Regions from separate parts of the Gossypium arboreum genome. Here regions 1 and 2 are each linked to region 3. Evidence: chromatin contacts called from public Hi-C data. All regions are on one chromosome and are shown on one strand. Each heading gives the region's core, a stretch centred on a gene start, on an enhancer-like site or on the middle of the called end of the contact. The rest is flanking DNA. Distances are from core to core; before and after follow the strand shown. Region 1 holds the start of LOC108467224 (probable 26S proteasome non-ATPase regulatory subunit 3). Region 2 holds the start of LOC108461360 (heavy metal-associated isoprenylated plant protein 26-like). Region 3 holds the start of LOC108464364 (glycerate dehydrogenase).

Evidence for each region. Hi-C and Micro-C count contacts between places; a contact is called where the count stands out from the background.
Region 1: a Hi-C map of leaf shows a contact between it and region 3, with 3 times the contacts expected there. The contact joins the promoter of LOC108467224 here to the promoter of LOC108464364 in region 3. A contact is called at or near these places in 2 of 5 Hi-C or Micro-C datasets (both in leaf).
Region 2: a Hi-C map of leaf shows a contact between it and region 3, with 3 times the contacts expected there. The contact joins the promoter of LOC108461360 here to the promoter of LOC108464364 in region 3. A contact is called at or near these places in 2 of 5 Hi-C or Micro-C datasets (both in leaf).

Annotation. Positions count from the first base shown.
Region 1 is chr2:102,904,574-102,908,611 of ASM2569848v2, reverse strand. It overlaps LOC108467224 (probable 26S proteasome non-ATPase regulatory subunit 3), which reads left to right and starts at 1,880. Exons shown (of 9, transcript XM_017767809.2): 1 at 1,880-2,022; 2 at 2,146-2,234; 3 at 2,394-2,584; 4 at 3,024-3,161; 5 at 3,228-3,364; 6 at 3,533-3,587; 7 at 3,660-3,770; 8 at 3,950-4,038. The coding sequence starts at 2,156.
Region 2 is chr2:102,556,311-102,560,271 of ASM2569848v2, reverse strand. It overlaps LOC108461360 (heavy metal-associated isoprenylated plant protein 26-like), which reads left to right and starts at 1,501. Exons shown (of 2, transcript XM_017761195.2): 1 at 1,501-1,935; 2 at 2,599-3,210. The coding sequence starts at 1,858. The coding sequence ends at 2,982.
Region 3 is chr2:102,755,331-102,758,930 of ASM2569848v2, reverse strand. It overlaps LOC108464364 (glycerate dehydrogenase), which reads right to left and starts at 1,938. Exons shown (of 13, transcript XM_017764643.2): 1 at 1,623-1,938; 2 at 1,430-1,513; 3 at 1,180-1,320; 4 at 783-904; 5 at 594-675; 6 at 265-337; 7 at 94-185. The coding sequence starts at 1,745.

The sequences.
Region 1 (4,038 bases), core at 631-3,130, 150 kb before region 3:
ATAAGGGATATACGATGTTGATATGGAAGGTTGGAATTACTAAGAATCTACCCTTACTGTCAGAAATGCCTTGGCAAAATCGTAATCAATCTATTGCTTAGAAGATTTCCAAAGTGGTTTACTTCTTTCGAGAGCAAAAACATCAAGTTACCTTGTTCGTGCCTATAGGCCTTTAATACGGTACCTTGCACTATTTCCTTTTGTATGAACTTTGCTCTATGTCTAGAGTCAACTACAAGTATCTATCGAGTACTTGCTCATATCATTCAATTTTGGTCCAACTAATCCAACTTTTTCAGAATTAAATTAGTTTATAGGCATGTTGTACAGTTGTCTATGTCTAAGGATATAATTTTGAAAAAAAAACAATTGAATGAAACAGTAAATTAATTCAGATTTAAGTTTTAACCATTAAAGAAAATAAAGGTTTCATCAAGTAATCCCAACCCTATGAGATTTAACTCATGGGTTGGCAAATAGAATTCAAAACCAAAATATCATTCAACATGGTTTTCATCAAATTAATTCACGGAGAAATAGTTAAGAAATAATAGAAGAACATTGGGAAGATAGTTTTCGTGTGTCCAGTTCACACTCTAGTGGCACAGTGTCCTGTGGTGGTTGAGAAGAACTGCATTCGTCTTCCTCTTTCCGTCTCTACTCAACTGCTACCTTCTCGTTTCCCTATGGATCTCCAACCTTATTCGTCCTTTAAGGTTTCCTCCTTTAGCTTTTTATAGCCTTTTCCTTAGGGTAAATCTAACAACCCATGTTTATCTTCTCATCTTTTTAAATTCTTTTTTTAATAACCCAAGATTATCTTATCCTCTTTTTTAGGTAGATTTTTCCAGTACAAGTACAATTTGGCTGAAACTAGTATGCGTTGAGTATTGACTCGGTCTTCCTGGAATTGTCACAGCATCTGTGTTGACAAAATGTCCAACCTTTTGCCTCGGCAAACCTTCACTCATTTATTTCTCATTCCTCAACCTGTACATACCAAACCACCAAACACAGCCCTACCACAAACAATTAAAATTACCTAATATTTAAACACTGTCCAAGCTCCTAATGCAATGATAAAAATACTAATGAAATGTCCTAAAATGCAACTAAATGTACATAGTACAAGCAATTGGCTAGGTCTAAAGGCATGAAATATACCTCTTTTCAAGAGTTATCATTAGGATAGTATTTTTTATACCTCTGAGGTATACATGCAATGGTTCAGTCAGGTGGGCCACGAGCGATTCTATCCGTTGAAGGAATATTTGATAGTAGGGGAACAACGTGTATCGTCAAGTCATCGACAAACACATCATCAAGGTCATTTCTGAGCATGCTAACCTTCTAGTCAAACCTGGACCCATCAACGCAGCGTCGACCCTCTTGCCTTTTCTATGTACTATTCTTGTAAGCTTTCATACTATGTTGGCAATAAACTTGGAGTAGTCATTTACAAATAAATGTGGGCTTGAGCAAAATATGAGACCCATATTTCAATTCGGGTTGCGCTTTAACAACTATGTATGGTAGTTGGACCCAAGCTAGCCCAACCTAACATGAACACTTTTAGTTAGAAGTGATACTTCAACTATTAATTGTCTCATTTACCCAAAAAATGTATGATATTCAATAATAAAAACATGACACGTATCACATTTTATTTGTTGGTATTATTTTTTTAAAATTAAAAAAACCCTTTAAGAATCAATCTTGGAGTATTGTTGAATTAATGAATAAAGCCTTAATTTTATAAAGTTATAGTTACATAGATGAACCCACAAGACAGGATCTAACAGAATAATGGGCCGTGGCCCAATATAGAGTTTATTTGGGCTCTCTAGACCTATTCTATAATGACTTCTGATTTCCATATAAACGACGTCGTTCAGTCCGGCCTTTTTCGCTTTCTTCAACTCCTCTCACAAGACCTACTGCTGAAGAAACTAAAACCTTAGTCCACTGCAGGCTCGGCTCTCGATTCCCCCAAAATCCAGCTCTTCCTTTCGTGAATCAAAGGTAATTTTTTTTTCTCGTTTCCCTTTGTGCTTTTTCAGTTTTAAGCATCTCCCTAATCAATATTTCACCTTTTTTTCCCCTTGATTTTCACGTCAAAATTCGTTTTCAATTTGCATTTTTCAGATTCTCAAAGATGACTCAAGATGTGGAGATGAAAGAGCAACCAGCTCCGTCCAATTCCGTTCCTTCCTCTTCTCCTTCCACTTTGCACCGTAAGTACAATCTATCTATGCTTCTATAACATCCAAATATCTCTAGCGCATATTTTTTTGACGTTTGGTGATAGAAATCTGATTTTCTTTTAGCGTTTTCTGGACTGGTAACTTGTGGGTTTTCACGGATTTGAATAAAATTTTCTGGGTTTCTGTTAGATTTGAAGGAAATTGCGTCTCTGATTGAGACCGGTGCTTATGACCGTGAAGCTCGCCGTATTTTGAGGGCTATACGACTTACAATGGCTTTAAGACGGAAGTTGAAGGCATCCGTGCTTTCCGTTTTCCTCAGTTTCGCTCTTACCCCTGGATCCGAGGCCTTCACTCGTCTTTCTTCTTATCTTCCTAAGGTAATCTTTTGAAGGGGACATCGTAATATTCAGTTATTGATGTGGAAGTGTTTTTCCCCCTTGTGGTGAAGTGATTGCCATTCCATCCTCTTAGATTAGACATGATGTCTTAGTTAATTAAAAGCATTGAAGTGCAACAAATGCTAAAGATAGAAAATAATTGGTTGCATCTTTGAAGTTAATTTTTGGTGATTTGCCCTTTGTTTGCACTCTGTTGTGAGGTATGATGTTATTTTCTCCGTTGTCACCTTCACCAGTGTATTAGGCTTTCTGGTTCCAAGTTCAAGGAAATGCTTTAGTCGCCAGCCTAGTTTCTCTGTCAGCCAGTCTAGTTTCTCACCTCACAGAAATAATTTTTGTTTATGAGTACAATGATTGTAAGTTAATAAGTCCTGAATTAATTGTTCTTTTAAGAACTCATGGTTTGAATTTGTTTCAGGAAGATGAGAATGAGATGGAAGTCGACACTGCAACCTCCACAGCTCAACCTCCTGCTAAGCATTCCTTGCCAGAGCTAGAAATCTACTGCTATTTGCTTGTCCTGATATTTCTGATTGATCAAAAGAAATATGATGAGGTACATTAGCAAATAATTTCATCAGGATGTTTCCTGTTTCTTGAACATGATGTTATCTTGTTTCAGGCAAAGGCATGTTCCTCTGCAAGCATTTCTCGGCTGAAGAATTTGAACAGGAGGACTCTCGATGTTCTAGCTGCTAGGCTGTACTTTTATTACTCTCTTTGCTATGAACTCACTGGTACTCTTTCTGAAATTAGGAGGTGAGCTATACTTGATTCATTCCTAACTTTTATCATATGTTGTCTTTAGCATCTTTTCTGATGTGCGTTTCCTTTTAAATAAACCTCAGCATGTTATAGTTCTTTTATTCATGATCAGAAGTACATATGACATTCTAGGTCTAATTAGGATGATCTTTAATTTGACAGTAACCTTCTAGCCCTGCACCGGATTGCAACATTGCGCCATGACGAGCTGGGTCAGGTAAATTTTCAAACATTTGAGCAATTATGTCTCTGAAAGGATCATATTTTTAAATATATCGTTCTCATGCAGGAGACTCTTCTTAACCTGCTACTTCGCAATTACCTCCATTACAATTTGTATGACCAAGCTGAGAAACTGAGATCAAAGGCACCTAGATTTGAAGCTCACTCAAACCAACAGGTAAGTCACGGTTTTTTGTTATCTTTTTGTCTTTTAACAGTAAATGTTAAAGTAACCGAGCTGTATTTTTATGGTTATTAAATGGTTACCTGGAGTTTGGCATGGCTTTTGGTTATTGTTGTAACTGTAAAAACATTATAGTTTGATTCTATTCATGAGACAATGGTTATCCTCTGCAGTTTTGCCGCTACCTTTTTTACTTGGGGAAGATTAGGACAATTCAATTGGAGTACACAGATGCCAAAGAATGTCTCCTCCAAGCTGCTAG
Region 2 (3,961 bases), core at 252-2,751, 200 kb after region 3:
TTCTCCATTTTCGTCCTCTACCTTGCTTTCCTGAAGATCGTCCCAACACATATGCCCCAACGCCCCAACATCAAATCTAGCTTGCCACAGAGAAGCATCAGCAATACATACATATGGTTCCATAATCTGTGTGTTTGTTTGTAGTAAAAAACAAAAGACAATATAATGTTGCTGCATGTTAGATCGAATTTAAATATTATAAATAAAGAAAATATTAATGAGAGAACTTTACTTATTGGAGGTCCAATCTGATTTAAATTCGAATTGATTCATTGATTACCAAATGTATAAAACAAAAGAATACATTACATCTGATCAACTAATAAAATCTATAAATATGAAAGAAAAAGAGAAGGAAGGATATTAGATTTATTACTTTCTTTACTTTATAATATGGGCTGGATTGAAAGAAAAGGGCAAACTCATGGGTCCCATATTGTATGTAAAGCTCCTCAACCCATTATTGATAAGGGTAGAGGGTGAGGTGAAGTTGACAGTTGAGGGTGGGACCAGAAAACCGAGACACAAGCGCGTGGGCTCGTCATCCGATCTCGCGACACATTACTTACTGTCCAGGGTCGGTGTTTTGTTACTTTCTTCCATGCCTTAGGCTGCCATTTCTAATTTATGGTTTCCCTCTCTCTATACCCCTCAGCTAAGTACAACCTAGACACGCGGCGCTAAATTAGCTACATTACAATAAAAATATCCAACCACGTAGATTTCCACGAGCCACTAGTCGTATAGTAAAATACTCCTTTTTTTTTCTTTTCTTCTTTTTATCAATCTTTGTATTACATGAAAATAGTTGTCTTAGTCCACATATTATAATTTATTCAATTTTAGTCCTTAAATTTTAAATTTCATCCTTAATTCAATCTGTTATGTTAAATTTATTAATTAGAACTAGTGATGCCAAAATCAAACCAAACAAACTAATTGAATTGAGTACTGATGATTTAGTGACATAAAATTAGATATAGAACATACCGTTTGTGAATCAATTAAAAGAAAAATTTAGACAAAAAAATTTATGATTAAATTGATTATATGCGTTTATGAATTTTTAATTATTATTAAACTAACGATTCAATTGGTTAAATTGGGAAGTGGTCTAATTTATTTGACCATCCTCGTTTTTACTAGTATTACGTAAAAATTATAAGTTAATATAACGTTACACATGCTACAAATATACTTATCGAACAAGGTTTTGAAAATAACAAAATTTAACTGAATAAAAATAAAATTTATCATTTAGTTAGGATTAAAATTTCAAAATCTAAAAAATAAATGAAGTAAAGTACTAAATTATAAGGACTGATACCAAAATTTTACCATGAAACCCTCTTTTTTTTTTCTATATATATTCAGCCCAGCGGAGGAGGAATTTGGACTTCACCTCCTGTATCATAAAGTACTAAATTATAAGGACTGATACCAAAATTTTACCATGAAACCCTCTTTTTTTTTTTCTATATATATTCAGCCCAGCGGAGGAGGAATTTGGACTTCACCTTCTGTATCATAAAGTACTAAATTATAAGGACTGATACCAAAATTTTACCATGAAACCCTCTTTTTTTTTTTTTCTATATATATTCAGCCCAGCGGAGGAGGAATTTGGACTTCACCTCACCTCACCTGTATCATTCTTACTCATTCACTCCTACACAGTAGAAAAACCCTTTAATTTTAAGAAGGATATTTTGGTTTTATACTGAGAAATCCAACTTCTTTTGTATCTTTATCTTTTTGGTACTTCAATTATCAAAAGAGAGAAAAGCAAGAACAAAAAAAACAAAAAAAAAAACATACACCTAAGTGAAAAACCAGACAAGAGAGAAAACAAGAAAAATGGGTGTTCTGGATCATGTTTCAGATCTGTTCGACTGTTCTCACAGTTCCAAGCACAAGAAACGTAAGCAGTTGCAGGTACATCTCCTTACCTAAGCCGTAGATTTCCCTTTGAGTGTAGATCAAGATATTTGGTGGATATTTTTATTAAGTTAACCAAATTGTTTCTATTGCTTTCTTTTATTTTATTTTTTGTCGTTATAAGATTATTAGATTTAGGTGGTTTAGGGTTCGGATCTGCCCGTCAATATTGCTAAGATTTTATGTTTAATGGCGTTTTCTTTGTTGATCTAAGCTTGATTGTTCTAAAAATGGTGGAAGGTCAAAAAACCCAGATTTTATTTGAACAATAATAAAAATCTTCTTGGTTTACTTTAATGCCAACTGGGTCTATCTATTATAAGTATTTATTTATTGCTGCATTATTGTTTCTGTCTCCGTTCATCTGTCAGTATACTTTATTGTTGATTAGAAAACTTCAAAATTCAATCTTACTAAATTAATTAGGGTATTAACACTAGTAGAAATATCTATGTAAAAGTAGGAAAAAAGGGTTGAAAAGTAATTTTGGTCTATTTACTTTAAATATACGACAAACGACAAACTATTAAGGGTTTTGATCCTTCTAATATTGCTTCCAGTTATTTTCATGAATCTAAAAGCATAGTGGAGGGACTAAAACCAGAATTAGACCAAACATTTGTCAACCTAAGAGTTGTTACTTTTTTCTTTATTTTTTAGACGGTGGAAATCAAGGTGAAAATGGACTGCGAAGGATGCGAACGGAAAGTGAAAAAATCAGTGGAAGGGATGAAAGGGGTGACACAAGTGGACGTGGAGCGGAAGGCCAGCAAGTTGACGGTCGTCGGATATGTGGACCCGAAGAAGGTCGTGGCACGAGTGGCGCATCGGACGGGCAAGAAGGTGGAGCTATGGCCCTATGTGCCGTACGACGTGGTGGCTCACCCATACGCCCCCGGGGTTTACGATAAGAAGGCTCCGGCTGGGTACGTCCGCAACGCGGAGGACCCGCAAGTGTCGCATCTCGCACGTGCTAGCTCCACTGAAGTTAGGTACACCACAGCTTTCAGCGACGAAAACCCTGCTGCTTGTTCTGTTATGTGATTGATTGAGAATATGATTAAACCCCGCAAAAAAAAAAAAAAAAAAAAAAGAAGAAGAAGAAGAAGGAGATACCAAGATATTTTGTGGTAGCAGTGAATTGATTTTGTGTGTTGGTAAATTTGTATTAGTTTAAGGATTTGTTGTAAAATTTGCTATCTTGGGTTTTATCTATATTTCTATTTGTGTATTTTGGACTGTATCATAATGTTATAACGTTTGGAAGTAAAAGTACCTTGTAGCTAGAGTCTCAGCTCTCCAATTTTAGCTTTCTTAAAGATACTATTTCTTTTATATAATATCTATCACAACTTTGTTGATACCCCTCATCAACAAAAGTGAAAAAAATGGTAAGACTCTAAAACAATGTATTAAAAATAATTGTCAAATTGTTTATCCCATTGCTGAAAGTTTTACTAGTTTTTCACTTTGATCCTTAAATTTTTAATGCATTATTTAGTTCCTACAACATTTTTATTTTAATCCTTAAATGTTTTTTTCTCTCGAATCAAGACTTTAAAAATAATTTTTTTTTAGTGATCAAAATAAAAATGTAAACATGATGTGAACATGATTTGATATATACAGTTAGTCATCGTTAATGATTTAATGCTTGGGTGACTAAAATGAAAGCAGCCTAAAAGTTAAGTGACGAAATTGAGAATTTTTTTTTACTGGCCAAAATAAAAGTGTCCTAATAATAAGGTGATCATTTGGATAATCTACCCTTTAAAATTCTTGTATTGTTTAAGTACTAGATTATGTAACACCCAAAAAGTAAAAGTAAATTTTATATAAAACTATATTTATAAAAAAAAATTTTTTGAATGATGTACAATTCTTGAACTCTTGATTATTTAAAATAATATTTTTACTTGTTTTACTTAAAAAATTATAAAAAATAAAAAAAATACTTTTACCTTATATGAAATATGATTTTAGATTTCTTAATTAAATTAATGTATGATTAAGCAATAACTCA
Region 3 (3,600 bases), core at 689-3,188:
AAAGAACAGGTAGCAATCCCTCTCAATCGGCATTATAATTCAAAACTTGGATCTAGAAATTACACTAAAAGTTCTGAGCAAAGAAAATCCTACCACATCTGCCTCCCGGAGCACCTCATCCATACTTGATGCTCTTTTCCAGTGAACAGGTTGCTCTCCATTGCTTTTCAAGAACTCACCATAAGCTGGGATGAGGAAACATAAAAGCACCATAAAATAAGAATTGACAACTCGTTAACTTGCAGAAAATGTCTCAAGACATACCTGTGACAAACTTCTCTAGCCGTGTTGATTGGTAAAGATCATAGTAAATTAAGTTCATTTTGAACCCTTCAACCTGTTATAAGATAGGAAAACGAAATGACTCCCATTAATGCAGCAAAGTAGGACCAAAAGTAGAATAAGCCTTGGAAAATATGCTCTTTGCAGCAATATTATATGGTATGTTTCATATCTCAGGAGCCAGGATTTTACACAACTTTAAAATCTACTTCAAAAACCTCACCAACCCAGACAATTTCTATTTATATTGAAGGTTACTATGATCAAGTGTCCTCAAACAATGTCGAATAAATTAGCTAGTAAGAGATTACCATCATTCTGGCGTATGCAGATCCAATACGACCAGCTCCAATTACACCAACTGTTTGTCCTTTAAGCAAGTTTCCCACAAACCTGTAAGAGAGACAAGTGGAATTGTACAAGCATGATGTAAGTGAGTTTTCGAGTTTATCATCGACATAAACAAAAAATGAAATATAAGTAATATTTCGTGGACATACAGATGAGGGAGCCATCCATCATATAAGCCAGCCCTCATGAACTCATCTGCTTCAACAATTCTTCTAGCAGCTGCCAAAGAAAGAGAAGCCGCTAGCTCTGCCGTTGTTTCTGTGAGTACACCCTACACCAAATTATCACCAACATTAGCTCTACTGTTTCTACCCCAAAATTACTGAACCAACATCGTAACCATTTTATCACTACTCAAATCTTTGCAAGTTTATTTATTGTTTTATCATTACAATCCATTGTAGAAGACATATAATCGAACACATGGAGCTTGGCACTTATCCATGTTATGGAAACATACCCAAATATGATTAAACTACCCTATTAAAAAGCTTCAAAGGTTAGAGGGTAAAACTATTTGTAACTAAGTGGGAAAGTGAAACTTACAGGAGTGTTACCAACAGCAACACCATACTTGTTGGCAGCATTAACATCAACATTGTTGTAACCAACAGCCATGTTACTAAATGCTTTGCCTCCTGCTCTGCTTAAAGCTGCAAATAAAGTCTCCCCCCAGTCTTCAGTCAACTGTAACACAAATTCATAACATAAAAAACTCACAAAAAAAAAGGGAAACAAAAAAGAACTCATATTTTTATTTTCTAACTGAAACAAATAATCCCAAGAAGAAAATCACCTGTCCAATCACCCCATCGCACTTATTGCCAATCAAAGAAATGATATCCTCAACGGACAAAATTGTTTTCTTCTCAGTACATATCTGAACAGGATGATGAAAAAAAAAACTTCTTTAAAAACTGGGATTTAATAGAAGAAGAGGAGAACGAAAACAGAGGGTTTAGAGAAGTGAAAAAAAACATATAATTTACTTCGACACGGCAATCTTGCTCGATTAAGAGGTTGATCCATCGAGTTCCAGGCATAGGTTTGGTGCTAATAACTCTGTATTTCCCATTTGGGTTCCACACTTCAATTGAAACTGGTTTTGCCATTGAAACTTGTCACTGAAAAACAGAGCAGAAAACTGAGCTTTTTAAAATTCAGTTACTCTGTTTCTTGCTTTTTATAGCAATGCTTTGGTGTGGTAAAGAACACTGCTTCACAGCGGTCTGTAATATCGCTACCAAAGACTCGAGTTGTAAGTAGTTCGATGTGCTTTTTAGTAAAGTTTTGACCTTATGATTATCGAATATTAAAATTGAAAATTTTGATAAAATCATTGTATATGGTTGATGTTGGTTGAGAATGATGAGGAATAGGATAGCAGTGTCTGTTCCGTAGAACATGTGATTTTGACCCATTTGGATAGAGGGATGGAGAGGGTTGAGGGCTGTGGTGAGTCTGGGATGATGCTTGGGTTTTGTGGTATAAGTTAACTGATGACATGTCTTTTGTTCATAGATGACACGTAAGAGAAGCATTTATCCTTTTTCTCAAATTACGGAAATATCCTTTAATTTAGTGGACAAAATTTGAGATGACAAAAGATACTAGGATGAATCTAAGAAACTTCGTTGGATTTCAATGTATTTTGGTGTTATTTTTAATAATTTTAGATTTTTTCTGGAAATTTGATATAAAAATTTATTTTTATTTTGGCTGAAATAATTTGAATATTTAAATTTATTTTACGATTGAAATGTTCATTTATACATTTAAACTTTCACTCAATTTAATAATTTTATTCATTTATACATTTAAACTTTTACTCAATTTAATAATTTTATCTCTTTAAAATTTCTTAATGACTATAATTGTTAAAAGAATCTTCTATATTTTTCTCTAAAATTAATGCTGAAACATTAACAAAATTTGGCTATAATTAAGATTTTCAGATTCGGATTGATGATTAAATCGGTTAGATCATCAATTCTCGAGTCTAATGGTTCATCCAATTTAATTAAATAAATTATTTAAAAAAATAAAAATAAAGAAAAAAATATTTGACGCCGATTAAATTAGTTCTACCAATTGATATCGGTTCAATCGATCCGATAAACTAATCCGATCTAATTCTAATAGTTGTGGTAGTAAGGCTTGCTTTCGAGCTGATCACTGCTCACCACCCACTTTCATTGCCTATCTTTTGCCTTGATGCCTCTCTCTCTCCTTTTTTTTTTCCTTCTCTTTTTTCACTTTTTTCTTTCTTTTATTTTCAATTCCAAATCATTAACTTTGATTTTGTAACATTTTGATATAACAACATTTAAGAATTCTTTTATTTTGATTCCAAATCATTAACTTTGATTTTGTAATATTTTAATATAACAACATTTAAGAATAAAATTCTAAATAATTCTATGAAAATTAATTGAAAATCTCATAAAATATTTTCAAGCTTTCAAAATCTTAAAAGCACTTGCGTAAAATAGTACAATAAGTTTCTAACGTTTTTAAGTGGATCAAAATCCATTTTTTTAATTTTCTTTTTAAATTTGTATTTCATGGATTTTAACCAAATATCTACCCCTATAGAGGATTGAACTTCTGATTGATCACCAATCATTGAACTTCTGATTGATCTCCAATCTAAAGGTTGTGTCCCTTTTGTCTAACAAACATTTTTTTGCACTTGCCAAATACAAGTTTTTCACCTCCAACAACTCTAAATGGTTAAAATTTACTTCTTTAATATAAATATGTATCAACAATACTTCAAGGACAAGAGATGCATATCCAAGCAACATATGAAGTAAATTAACAAGTAATTATAAAAGAGCTTTATTTTTTTTATCTTTTCTTGTACACATATATTTGTTTTTTATTGAAAATCTTTTACAAGTTTTAAGGTTATCTTGTGCTTAAACTTTGTAAACACCATACCTTTATTTTGGAGAGGCCTTTTTT